3 separate regions of the Drosophila melanogaster genome follow, and regions 2 and 3 are each linked to region 1. A link is a contact called in public Hi-C data. All regions are on one chromosome and are shown on one strand. The core of a region is the stretch at or near the end of the contact, and the rest is flanking DNA. Distances in the headings are between cores, read along the strand shown. Region 1 holds the start of InR (Insulin-like receptor). Region 2 holds the start of CheB93a (Chemosensory protein B 93a). Region 3 holds the start of Fancm (Fanconi anemia group M helicase).

What was found. Hi-C and Micro-C count contacts between places; a contact is called where the count stands out from the background.
Region 2: a Hi-C map of the Kc167 cell line shows a contact between it and region 1, with 2.6 times the contacts expected there. A contact is called at or near these places in 4 of 107 Hi-C or Micro-C datasets (the Kc167 cell line, embryo and syncytial blastoderm embryo).
Region 3: a Hi-C map of the Kc167 cell line shows a contact between it and region 1, with 2.1 times the contacts expected there. A contact is called at or near these places in 5 of 107 Hi-C or Micro-C datasets (the D17-c3 cell line, the Kc167 cell line, embryo and 1 more).

What each region holds. Positions count from the first base shown.
Region 1 is chr3R:21,617,567-21,621,425 of dm6, forward strand. It overlaps InR (Insulin-like receptor), which reads right to left and starts at 1,755. Exons shown (of 13, transcript NM_001144621.3): 1 at 1,456-1,755. It overlaps E2f1 (E2F transcription factor 1), which reads right to left. Exons shown (of 8, transcript NM_001300526.1): 8 at 2,738-3,859.
Region 2 is chr3R:21,405,813-21,409,671 of dm6, forward strand. CheB93a (Chemosensory protein B 93a) reads left to right here and starts at 1,633. Exons shown (of 3, transcript NM_142713.3): 1 at 1,633-1,894; 2 at 1,954-2,130; 3 at 2,201-2,512. The coding sequence starts at 1,640. The coding sequence ends at 2,371. It overlaps CG7907, which reads left to right. Exons shown (of 4, transcript NM_001104391.3): 3 at 1-76; 4 at 166-878. The coding sequence ends at 705. CheB93b (Chemosensory protein B 93b) reads left to right here and starts at 3,311. Exons shown (of 3, transcript NM_169959.3): 1 at 3,311-3,578; 2 at 3,641-3,817. The coding sequence starts at 3,315.
Region 3 is chr3R:21,480,232-21,484,090 of dm6, forward strand. Fancm (Fanconi anemia group M helicase) reads left to right here and starts at 2,094. Exons shown (of 6, transcript NM_001275877.1): 1 at 2,094-2,230; 2 at 2,288-2,621; 3 at 2,750-3,624; 4 at 3,721-3,859. The coding sequence starts at 2,156.

The sequences.
Region 1 (3,859 bases), core at 505-3,004:
ACAAAGTCTCCATTAAACTAAATTTAATGGATATCTTATACATATACCTTAAAGATAAAAAGAAACCCGATTTATAAGGTCACAGTTTGAGCAAATAGTTTGATCAACTTTTTGGGATTTGTTTTAGCAAGTGAGAGCTTTAAAATTGTACTGGATATATTTGGCTGGTTTACTCAGCATTTTGGTCACTCTAATTACGAGCTCCAAAATAAAATAAAAAACAGCACTGTCATGACTTTTTGACAACCGCTGAAAGTGTGGTGTCCACCATACATTAAAAAACAACACATTTTCCAAAGTATAACTTTAGAATTATAAAGGTTTGAAAATCATGACAAGTCAACAGGTGAGTTCAATTTTATTTTTGAAATATTAAATAAAAAATTGAGTTTTGCAGGTGGTCCTGAAGAGGGGGTGAGAGCAACATACATATTAAAGCGCCTTTTAAGGAAAAATGTATGGGTGTTTAATGGAAGTCGACTAAGACACTTCTTTGAAGTTTATTGTTTTGTTTTTTTTAATAATTTATACTAATTCTATAAATATTTAATAAAATTCTATTGAATAGCTCTTATTGACGCTTGTATGATTAATTTTAAAACTTACCAAGGACAATAAGGAGACAGTCTTTAGCAATAGTACTAAGTAATTTCATGAAATACTATTTTTAATAATAATGTTAGTTACTCTTTTAGTGCTGGCTTAATTTAATGCAATGGAAAACTTATCTGTACCACTTTTCAAAATGCGTGCAACAATAAAAAATAAACCAGCACAACAACAACAACAATAATAAAACAAAAACCGGCAGCAATCGAAATTCTTTCATTTCTTTTCCGCCTCTCTTCGCGCAGCCGCTCTCCGCACGACAGAGAGACAGAGAGAGAGAGAAAAAGAGAACAATGTTGGCTGCGCCGCTCATTCACAAAACGGAGACGTAAAGCGGTGTGCGAAGAAGAAGAACAACAACAGCCCAAGATATGATAGATATGGAACAACAACAAAAGGAACAAGAGGAACCGGGCGGAGAGAGGAGGAGGAGGAGAGCAAAAACAACTTGGCATAAATTGCTGCTGCGTAGTAATTTCACGAGTATTTTCCTAGTTACGTTCTCACTACTATTATTCATTTTATTATTATTTGTTGTTTTTGTTACATACCCCTTTGCAACGGTTTTGTTGTCGTGCATTGTTGATCTAGTTGTTGTTGTGTCACCTAATTTTTGATTTTTATTTCTATTTGTATTTTATTTTGGTATCGATTTCAAAATAGAACGACGCACTTTCCCAGACGCAGGCGTAATTAAATTTTCTTATGTTTTATTCGCGTGCTTTCTTTTTGCGCCGCAACTTCACAACATGCTGTGTATATATAAATAATAGGAGAGCGCGCGTGTGTGTGTGTATGTGTGTGTACACAAATTTTATTTATTTATTTACCGTGAATTTTACTCACACACCCGGACAAGCCGCACTCTCGCCAGCACACGAGAATCGCCCGCACTTGTATTTCGTGGAATTTCTTTAATTCGAACTCCACCGACCTCGCACTATTGCTCTGTATTTTGTATTTTCGCACTTTTCATTCACGAAATGCTGGGGCACATAATTTCGCCTTGCACAGTATTAGGTATCGGCAATTCACTGTGGCCTCTATTTGACAGCGATGATTTTCCGCACGACGAACACACTCACAATTCCAATTCACGGCGACCGCGGCAACGATCTCAACGTTTCGAAATCGCGTGAAACACTGCCAGCCGTTACCCTTGTTGTATACGCGATTTTCGGTTTAGCGCGTTTTCCAACTCTGTTCGGTCGTTTTCGAACTCTGTCTTTTGACCGCTTACAGAACTCTGTTAGTGCCGGCTGTTACACTAGCGCGCCACCTATAGCAGAGCTCTTCGTTTACCAACACGCCATGAAGCCCAATACTGAATCCTCGCGCACTAAAAACGGATATTCCATTTGTAAAAACTTTTATATGAGCATAATGTCATTAGCAAATATTACATTCTGGATCACTTTTTTTTCGAAAAATTTAGAAAATATAATAAAATAATGGCGCTATTATTGTGTCGATTTCTTAATGACATAGGAAATATTTTTATGTAATCATTGTCCAAGAGCATCTACTTTCCATGCAATCAAGCATAATCATTTCCTTGAACTCCCCGCCTAGGTGATAAATACTAACTAACTACAAATACTAGGAGCTGCTGTAAAACCAATTTAAACCAATTTTAAATATTTCGCTAGGATCTGCTTTTTGGGGTTTGGCTTTTAGAAACGCAAGTTTCAAGTTTAAAGATAGTGCGCCATACTTGAATATCGTAAATTGCAAGCAGTGCTACGTTTTACTGCTTTCCGAGTTGGCGGGCGCATTAAAATGCACTGCTTTCCCAGTTGGCGGGCGTTTTAAAACATGCAGACAAGTCTGCTAACTACTCATGGGTAAAATGATCAAAATCCAAGGAATGGATCACATATTTAAAATTCAACTTGGTGTTTAAAAAAATCTTTGAAAAGATGCATAAAACAGTACAGTCTTTATACTTTATTAAAAATAATTAATATAAAAAATAATATTTACCAAAAACATTCAAATGATGATTCAAAATTGCTTAGTTAAAAAAGAAGTTAGCAAAAAACACTTCTTGTGACCATGGCAAACTTCACCTTATTTAAATTCGGCTTGAAAAACTTAAATATTCAGTTTAATTGAAACAGTAGACATTCGGTTTTAAAAATTTATTTTGTTTATTTTAAAGTTTCCTTCGTTTTTGTAATATTTATTTTCTCTTTTTTTCATGTGTTTGTTTTTGGAAAGAAAGAAAAGTACCTAACAAGTGTGTTTTCTCTTATAAAAATTAAACGTACAATTATACAGTGGTTTCGGCTTGTTGCGGTTCTCCTTCGTTTATTTATTGATTTTTTTTTACAATTGTATGATTTGCATTTGTTTGTTGCTTTTATCTATCGTTTAGTTAAATATATAACTACTAGGAGAGAGTTTAAATAATTATTTATGTACTTGTAGTTGACTCTGTTAAGTGGTTGGTTGTTTGTTTTGTGGGATGATTTGGCTTCTATGAATAAACTGCTATTGGGCCCATGTGTGTGTTTACAGTTTAAATTTTATAACAATAACAAATTATGATACATAGTTATAGCTTTAATAATATTATAATTAAAAATCAATCGATAAATCCAAGCAAATGAAGAGAAGAGGATTCTGTTGCATGCGTCACTAAAACAGGAACCAAAGCCATCTTGTTGGGGGCCCAGGAGTGTTCTCTTCCTCTTCTACTACTGCTCCATATTAATTTGAAATGTCTTCGATATATTTTACAATTTGAAATTGATTTTCTTTTTATTGTTTAATGTTGATTGGCTTTACAACTATTTTGTTTTATAATTTAAAATTATATAAGTGTGTGTGTGTGTGTGTGTGTTGGTATTATTTTTACTAATTTACAGACAGTTCTAGCCCAAAAAGTTGTTTGATAAGAGGGAAGTATTCGCATTTTTTGTGTGTTATCCAATCGTTTAAATAGTATTCCTGATTCTTTTTGCTTTCTTTTAAAGGCTAAAATTAAAATTTGCTTATAAAATGTGGCTCTTCTTGCTACGACTTCTCCCTATTTCTCTCGTGAGGCTGAGTTTTTGTAAAGTAGATTTTGTGTTTTCGTTTTGTTTCGCTTAAATTAGTTTGGGTTATAAATTTAAATGTATATATTTTTACGCTTAAAATTGTACACACAACTTAGTTTCATTAAGTTTTGCTGATTCGCTTTTTTTTGTGTTTTGTTTTTGGATTTTTTGTGGCTTCTAGTATTTGCAATCAAATAATTTAATAA
Region 2 (3,859 bases), core at 383-2,882, 210 kb before region 1:
GAACTGTCTTCATCTGGGATCCAAATCATTTAGCCACACTTTCGGGATACTTCGAAAATATCACTCTGTCTTCAAGGTGAGTTTGTTGATTCGTATTAAGTTATATTTACTATACCCTCTTCTTCATCAATTTCTATATCATTTACGTTTCCATTTTGTTTTTAGGATTTGGTTGCAGGAGATCCAGAGAGGCAGGCCGCGGTCTTGAACGGAATCTTCGATGTGTGGGTCGCCAGCGATCAGTACAAATTTGTGGTGACCGAAAAGCTGGTCACGGGGTTGATAATTGAGCCCATTAGCGTTGTGCGTTGGATCTTCGGCCCATCGATGCGCAAGGAGCTCACCAAGATATACATTTGGGAGCTGCTCCACTCCGCTCTCCGCCACCTGAAGCGTGTCCAACAAAAGATCGAAGTCGTGGATGTCGATGATCCAAGTGCATGCGATCCTGTAGTCAAAGGCATTCTGTTCACCATTGTGCAGCGTTTTGTGAAGACTCTTTGCGGTGCTCCGTTTGCAGACGAGGGAACAGAGGAGCATTACTGGTTCCAGTGGGTTCTGGGCAGACTGGAGGAGACGCTCTTTATCTATGCGGATGACTTTAGGGTGATCAATAACAAGTTGATTAAAATGTCCGAGGATGCATCAGATCTCAGGCCTGAAATCTCAAAAACCATTGCGGCTTTTGTGGCTTGCGTCATGTAACTTCTGTTGAAGATTTCATTCCCGACTCTCGATTTACGAATTTGACAACCAACTGGTGATTTACTTATTCAACGGACAAACTCAATATACACTCCCAAAAAAAAAATGTGTACAAAAAACACTATACAATTTTAATAATTTTTTATTACTTTGGGAGAAATAATACTGCTATCAAAGAAACTTCAGTGGTGCTTTTTATTTATATACTTTTAGTGGTTAGGTCTTTAGCTTTTATTAATTTTCAGAGGAAACGCTTTTTTTTTATTGGTGCTAGTATTTTTCGCCACAGTGTATGACTGCAATTTTTAATTTAATACATCGCAATTTGAAAAAGAATTGCGCGCTAATCTCTGCTATGTTTTTAGTATTTTCGCAGCCTATTTTGAAGGGATGTGTATCGATAATATCACAGAATACTTTATTATCGACTACAATCGAATATGTCGGTGTAGAAATAGCTTAAGATATTGACAGTAAAAAAAATGTAAAATATGAAAAACTTTCTTTGTATGGCATACTGGTATACTGTACGAAACGGCGCGCCTTTCAAATGAAATGACCAGTGACATGTGAAGGTATTGCCATGGATAAATACATTTGATGTTTATCTAACCCCACTGTTGAAAATATGTTATTACTAGTCAGAATCGTTCGTTTCACTAGCGGCTTACATGTACATAGATGAAATGAATGGAAAGTACAATTATAATTATATATCATTAATTAGGAACGTGCAAACATTATGATGGCTAATATAGTGTGACTATACATTTAAAGATCAGATTAATGAAAAAAACCCATATCTTCCTTGTAGATTCATATCATACGCGTGTCAAATAATAATTATTGGCATTTTTATATATTTCACGTGTGTCGCTTGAGTGCTATTTAAGGTTAAGCGAGACGCAAAATCAAATTACTAAAAAAGTGAAATATGGGGTGCGAAACTTCAGTATTATGCACGTTGCTGATTTTCTTCCAAATTATTGGTCGGTCATTTGAAATGAGCCACGATTTTGTGCCCATTAAAGATGATTTACTAAGTAAGTGCGAGGATAAGCCAGAAATGGGCTATTTGGATGCATTCGTGGATTTATCCAACTTCAGTCGCAAACGAGGTCCTGGTGGAGTTAATATATCAGGAAACATAACAACAATATGGGATGTGGATCCATCGGATGTCGTCGAGGTGAGAGGCTTTAATGCATTTAAATAAATAAACTTCCTCCCCAACTAACTGATTTTCAGATTGATGTTAGCATACTGAAGTTTGAAGGAGATAAGTGGATACCAACAATAATTAAAGGGAATGTTAAGGACTTTTGCAAGTCCTTTTACGACAAGAACACTCTTTATTACTCCTATTCGACAAAACACGTGGTTAACAAGAAGGAAGCGAAGGAAAAATGCATTACCACTCCAGGAGTAAAGATATACACCACTTAATCCACTATAACTCAATCCATTTACATACATTTAAATTCCTTTTTTCTAGGCAATTTTGCTGTGGGAGCCCTATCTCCTGAAAATATCATTCAGCTATGCAGTTCCCCTGAATGTGGGGCGGCACAAGGCCGTTCTTATATTTACTGCCATTGACAAAGCCGGAGTTAAGCGTGATAGGGACATTTGCATGGAAATCGTCGGTGACATTGTAAATGCCTAATCGTCATGGACCTATTTCTCTGAATTCGTTTAAACCTAATAATGATTATGATTTTATTGTTTCTCAACAAAGGTTTTGGTGGAGGGTTAATTTTTCTGCAACAACAAATTACTTTTGTTAATTTATTAATAAACAAAAAATTAAAGAAATGCTTAATTCCTTTGTTCTTGTGATGTGATTAGACAAATGTTCTAATTACGGAAAAGGTACATTTTAAAAATGCTCTGATCTTTCTGAAGATGAAAACTTTTCGTCAAGAATAGGTTGTATTATTAATATTATCCTACATATACCTTATTGAAATTAAAAGAAATCGGTAAATAATAGCCTCACCACTAGGTGGAGCTCGAGTGCTATCTCTAAAGCAGTTCTCTTGCTGCTTGCCGAAGCAGTTGATGCGCTGCTTGTCGAAGCAGTTGATGCACTGCTTGCACATTGCGCTCGCACAGTCATCAACTGACTACCGGGTATATCCTCTTGTATTGTCCACCTCCATATTCCTCTTGCTAGTAGTAGAATAGGGTATATTACATTCGTTGTAAAAGGTAAAGGGAGCGTTTCCAACACATTGAACTTGTTCTTGGTCGTAATTACTCCCCGAATCAATCTGGCCATGACCATCTGGCCGTATTATGAATCCGTCAATATTGTACTGATATAACTACACATATAGCTACGATACCGTTTTACGTAATACATCTAATCTGAATCAGAATTTAGATAGATTACTTAATGATAAACTTACATTTTTAAAAACACGCGAGATTGCTGATAGACTAGATCGCAATCTCAAACAACTTTAAACTGAAATCGATCTTATAAAGATTCATATCATTAGCGTGAGATAGCCCAACTTCGATATATCGGATTATATAATTGCCACAGCTTGTCTATTAAAGCGGTAGAGTCTCAATTGCAACGAGCATTTCAAAAATAGCGAAACATGGACCGGCAACAAGTTACACTGCTGAATATCCTTATATCCCTAACATTGCAAATAATAAGCCCTTCATTTGCATTAAATCACTTTTTTATTCCTGAAAGGGAAGAGCTGTTTAGTGAGTGCCTCGACAAGCCAGGATTTTCTTACGTGAATGAGTTGGCTGATCTTTCCCGATTTAACCGTAAAAAAGATGCAGATGGGGCCATGAATATATCTGGAAACATAACCATGTTATGGGACGTCGAACCTTCAAATCGCGTCGCGGTGAGCATCATATATCCTTATAATATCCTTATTGGCTGTGGTTGATGGAAACCACATTTCAGGTTGAAGTAAACATAGAAAAATTTGAAGGAGGTACTTGGAATCCAACATTATTCAAAGGAGGTGATAAGGATTTCTGCAAGAACTTCTATGATAAGAACACCATTTATTATCCTTTCTCGACAAAACACGTAATCAACAAGCAGCAAGTTAAGGACAAATGCATTACAACTCCGGGAGTAGGGATACTCTAAAAACAAAAAATTCGAGATTTTAATTGT
Region 3 (3,859 bases), core at 844-3,343, 140 kb before region 1:
TATATGAAATAAACTTGCACATATGTAAAATCCAACTGATAACATTCTTGCAACATGTTCTTGTTAGGCCATGTGATAGTCGTCATCTCAATGGATATTTAAAAAAGGCCTTCTTAACATTTTTTTTGAGTGACTGTTTCAGCCGTAGTGAATACCCTTTGGATCACCCCAACCCCGACTAAAAGCACTTTGCATAAAAGGGTCTGGGCCCTTTCTAGCCTGGTTTCCCGTGGTGGCTGATTCCGCTTGGGCAACTTTGTATGGAGAGTGCTCGTTATGATGTAAACCGCAAATACTCGTAACTTGGCGACTTGGCGTCGTCGGAGATAAGTCGATGAGTCGAGAAGGGTATGGCAACCGCATCGCAACGCAGCACTCGCAGCACAGCGCATAAGTCATGACATTTATGTTGGCCATGTCGGGCAGGGCATCGCAATAACCTGTGACTCATCACATGTGCCCATAGGACACTCGAATCTACGCTCAGATATCTGGTCATTAGGCTCATTAAAGCGGCAGCCAATTAATAAACAAAAATAAATAATTGCACAATTCATTTGGTAATTAGACATGGCTCATAAAGCCGAATTAGGCAAAAGGCGTAGTGCCCATGGCCCACAGATACATACAGATATCCCACAGATAGCACGCACACCGAGATATGTACATTCATATATTCATGTATATTGTCTATATGAGGAGGGAGCCCCGAAGAGAGGGAGAACTTCATGCAAATGAAATGAAATTGACTAGAGAGCCAGCAAATTGAGTGTGTCCCGTGTACCCGTGTGCCCGGGTATTTCTGTCCCAGCTCACGGTGGCTGCCGAATGGGGTGCCCCTCCCCCAGCCCCAGCCCCCCACTACGAGCAAACACACGAACTTACATACATAAGTGAACAATTCATTTGTCACACTAAATTTGTTTCAATTCATTTGCTCGGAATGACAAATAATGCGATATAATTACATTTTGTGAGCGTTCTCCGGTGCCCGTGCTTTTCCGCGGGAGTGGGCCATGACATCCAGCTCTCGGACTCAGATTCCCCCACACACGGTCAATGCTCATTAGGTGAAGATTTTGAAATGAGATTGTGACTATTTACGTATGTTTTTCCGTCAAACTTGGCCAAGTGTATGTATGTGCTTGCTAATTATCATTTTCCCTCATCAGCAGCAGGGGCAAGGATTTGTGGAATAACTTCAGAAATTAAGGTTGAGTTTAGTCAGCATGGGAAGTATATTATTTCAATTATATTATTCGGCTTATACATTAAAAATTAAAAATTCAGTTCCATTCCATTAATTAATCAATTCATTAAAAGGTATTTGTTAAATATCCTAATGCTGCTACCAGTTTAATTGTATCTACCCGTACTGCTTTTCTTTTGATACCAAGCCTTTTCGTTGGGGAAATAAAAGCAAATAAGAACGTTCGTTGGAAGCGCCTAATTTAAGACAATCAGAACATCTACGACAGAAATATCGCGAAAAGTACTCGGGCAATCTGTAAGTACGCAGTGTGTATTCGCCCAATTACGAACTGGCGACATTAAATGGGGCTTGACATTTCCGGGCAGATTGTGGGGTCTGCGTTTTCGTAAGGATTTCGGCATTTTAGCAATACTTTTCACCGATATGATACTGATTAAGGGAAATCATACAAGAGCTCTTTTAATTAATGTAAACTATTGCCATTTGATCACTCATTTATCTTTATTCTCTAAAATCAACTTAGTCACTGTTTAAAATTGGCGCGCTTTTATTTGAATTTAAGTGTTTGGCAAACATATACACAGTGGCGCCATCTGGAGCAGTGCTGCCACTCTCGTATTTGGCACCATTTTAGAGCACTGTTTAATGGCTTAGCAAATCCGCGCTATAAGAAGCCGCTTCAAGCTTGCTTAGACAGTTAACAATTTTTGAGAATTGTATTTATTTTTACTTATTACCCTATATTTAGAGGGTTTTACAGACTAAAATTAGTTTTCATGTCACGATTTGTGTGATCGATATACTCCAACAGCGCCACCTAAAATGATTAGCTCATCCCTAACGGAATGTTATGTTATAAACACAATGTAAAGCAATGTAAACACTTTCAAAACAAAATGTAGATCGTCGTGCAGTAGTTGTTATCAAAAGATTGCTGCTATCATGGATGTGAATTGGATGGACGATGACGAAGACCTAGTGGCGGCCTTGGCTATGCACGAAGAGCAGAAGAGCGAGGTATTTACTTGTATTTACTCCTGCGAGCGCAGAGTCTCTCACAGTTTGGATCCTCAGGATGCCGATGGAACACGTTGGGAACATTGCGACGAAGCCTGCGATGGTTTCGATATGGCCACAGGACACAACTGGATTTATCCAAACAACCTGCCCCTACGATCCTATCAACAAACCATCGTCCAATCGGCGCTGTTCAAAAACACCCTGGTGGTGTTGCCCACGGGATTGGGAAAGACCTTCATTGCGGCGGTGGTTATGTACAACTTTTACAGGTGGTATCCAAAGGGAAAGATTGTGTTCATGGCACCCACAAGGCCCCTGGTCTCGCAGCAGATCCACGCATCCCAGAAGATCATGCCCTTTCCATCTGAAGACACGGTGCAGCTAACAGGTGAGTTCAAATGTGAAGACTTATTTACAAATGCTTACCGGGTTATATGACTAAAAGAACCTGGATGTGCCGACTGCCTTACAAGTCCTGAATCCAAAAAATAAGCTCCAGTCCCATTTTTATTCCAGGCCAACTTCCTCGACCCAAACGAGCTGAGCTGTGGGCCTCCAAGCGGGTCTTCTTCGCTACGCCGCAGGTGGTGCACTCAGACATGCTGGAAGCTGATGGCGAATGCAGCTTTCCCTTTGGGTCCATCAAGTTGATAGTGGTGGATGAGGCGCACCGGGCCAAAGGTCGCTATGCCTACACCCAAGTGGCCGACTGTCTGATGGCACGTAACAGGTATTTCCGGATGCTTGCCCTGTCCGCTACACCAGGAAGAACCATGGAGGATGTGGCAGCTGTGTGCCGAAACCTATACATTTCCAATCTGCAAGTGCGCTGGGACACCTCGATCGACGTGCAGCCCTACATACACAGGCGGACGATTCGAACCATAGTGGTCTCCCTGAAGGAGAGAATCAAGGAGCCGAGAGAACGATTGCTGCAGATCATCGAACCATACCTACGCCAGCTTATGGAAGCTGAGATTTTTAAAGGCAACAAGGGAACCGTGAGCAGAAATAGTTTGCTCTTTGAGCAGAAAAGCTTCGTCGAACGATCGGCGCAAGGCCAGCGGCATCCGGATCACAACATAATAATGGGCAACTTCGCCATGTGCATCAGCATGTACCACTCGCTGGACCTAATGGAGCGTCACGGTCTTCGCGTCTTCGTGAACAATTTCGATGCAGACGACGACGGGCGAGAGAAATTTGTACTGGCCAGAGATGGTAATCTAAGGAATTTGGTGGAGCAGGTCCGCCAAGAACTCGGTGCCAATCCCCTAGATTACACCACGCATGCCATGACGAATGGAGAAGTGCCGCCTTTGCCATCTGATCTAGACTTTGGACATGCCAAATATGAGAAGTTGCGACAGGTGTTGGTGCAACACTTTCAGGTAGGGGCAAAAAATCAAAAAAAAAGAAGTTTTCATATAATTTTCATGAAACCGATAAACATATTCCCTTGTTAATATAAATGTTTTCTTTAATAGGCAAACCCCGATTCCCGCGCCATTGTTTTCTGCGAGTACCGTGAATCCGTAATGCTGATTCACCGGCTACTCCTTCAACACAGACCGGTGCTCCGTCCGCGCTGTTTTGTTGGCCAGGGCAGCACAGTTGGAGCAAGCT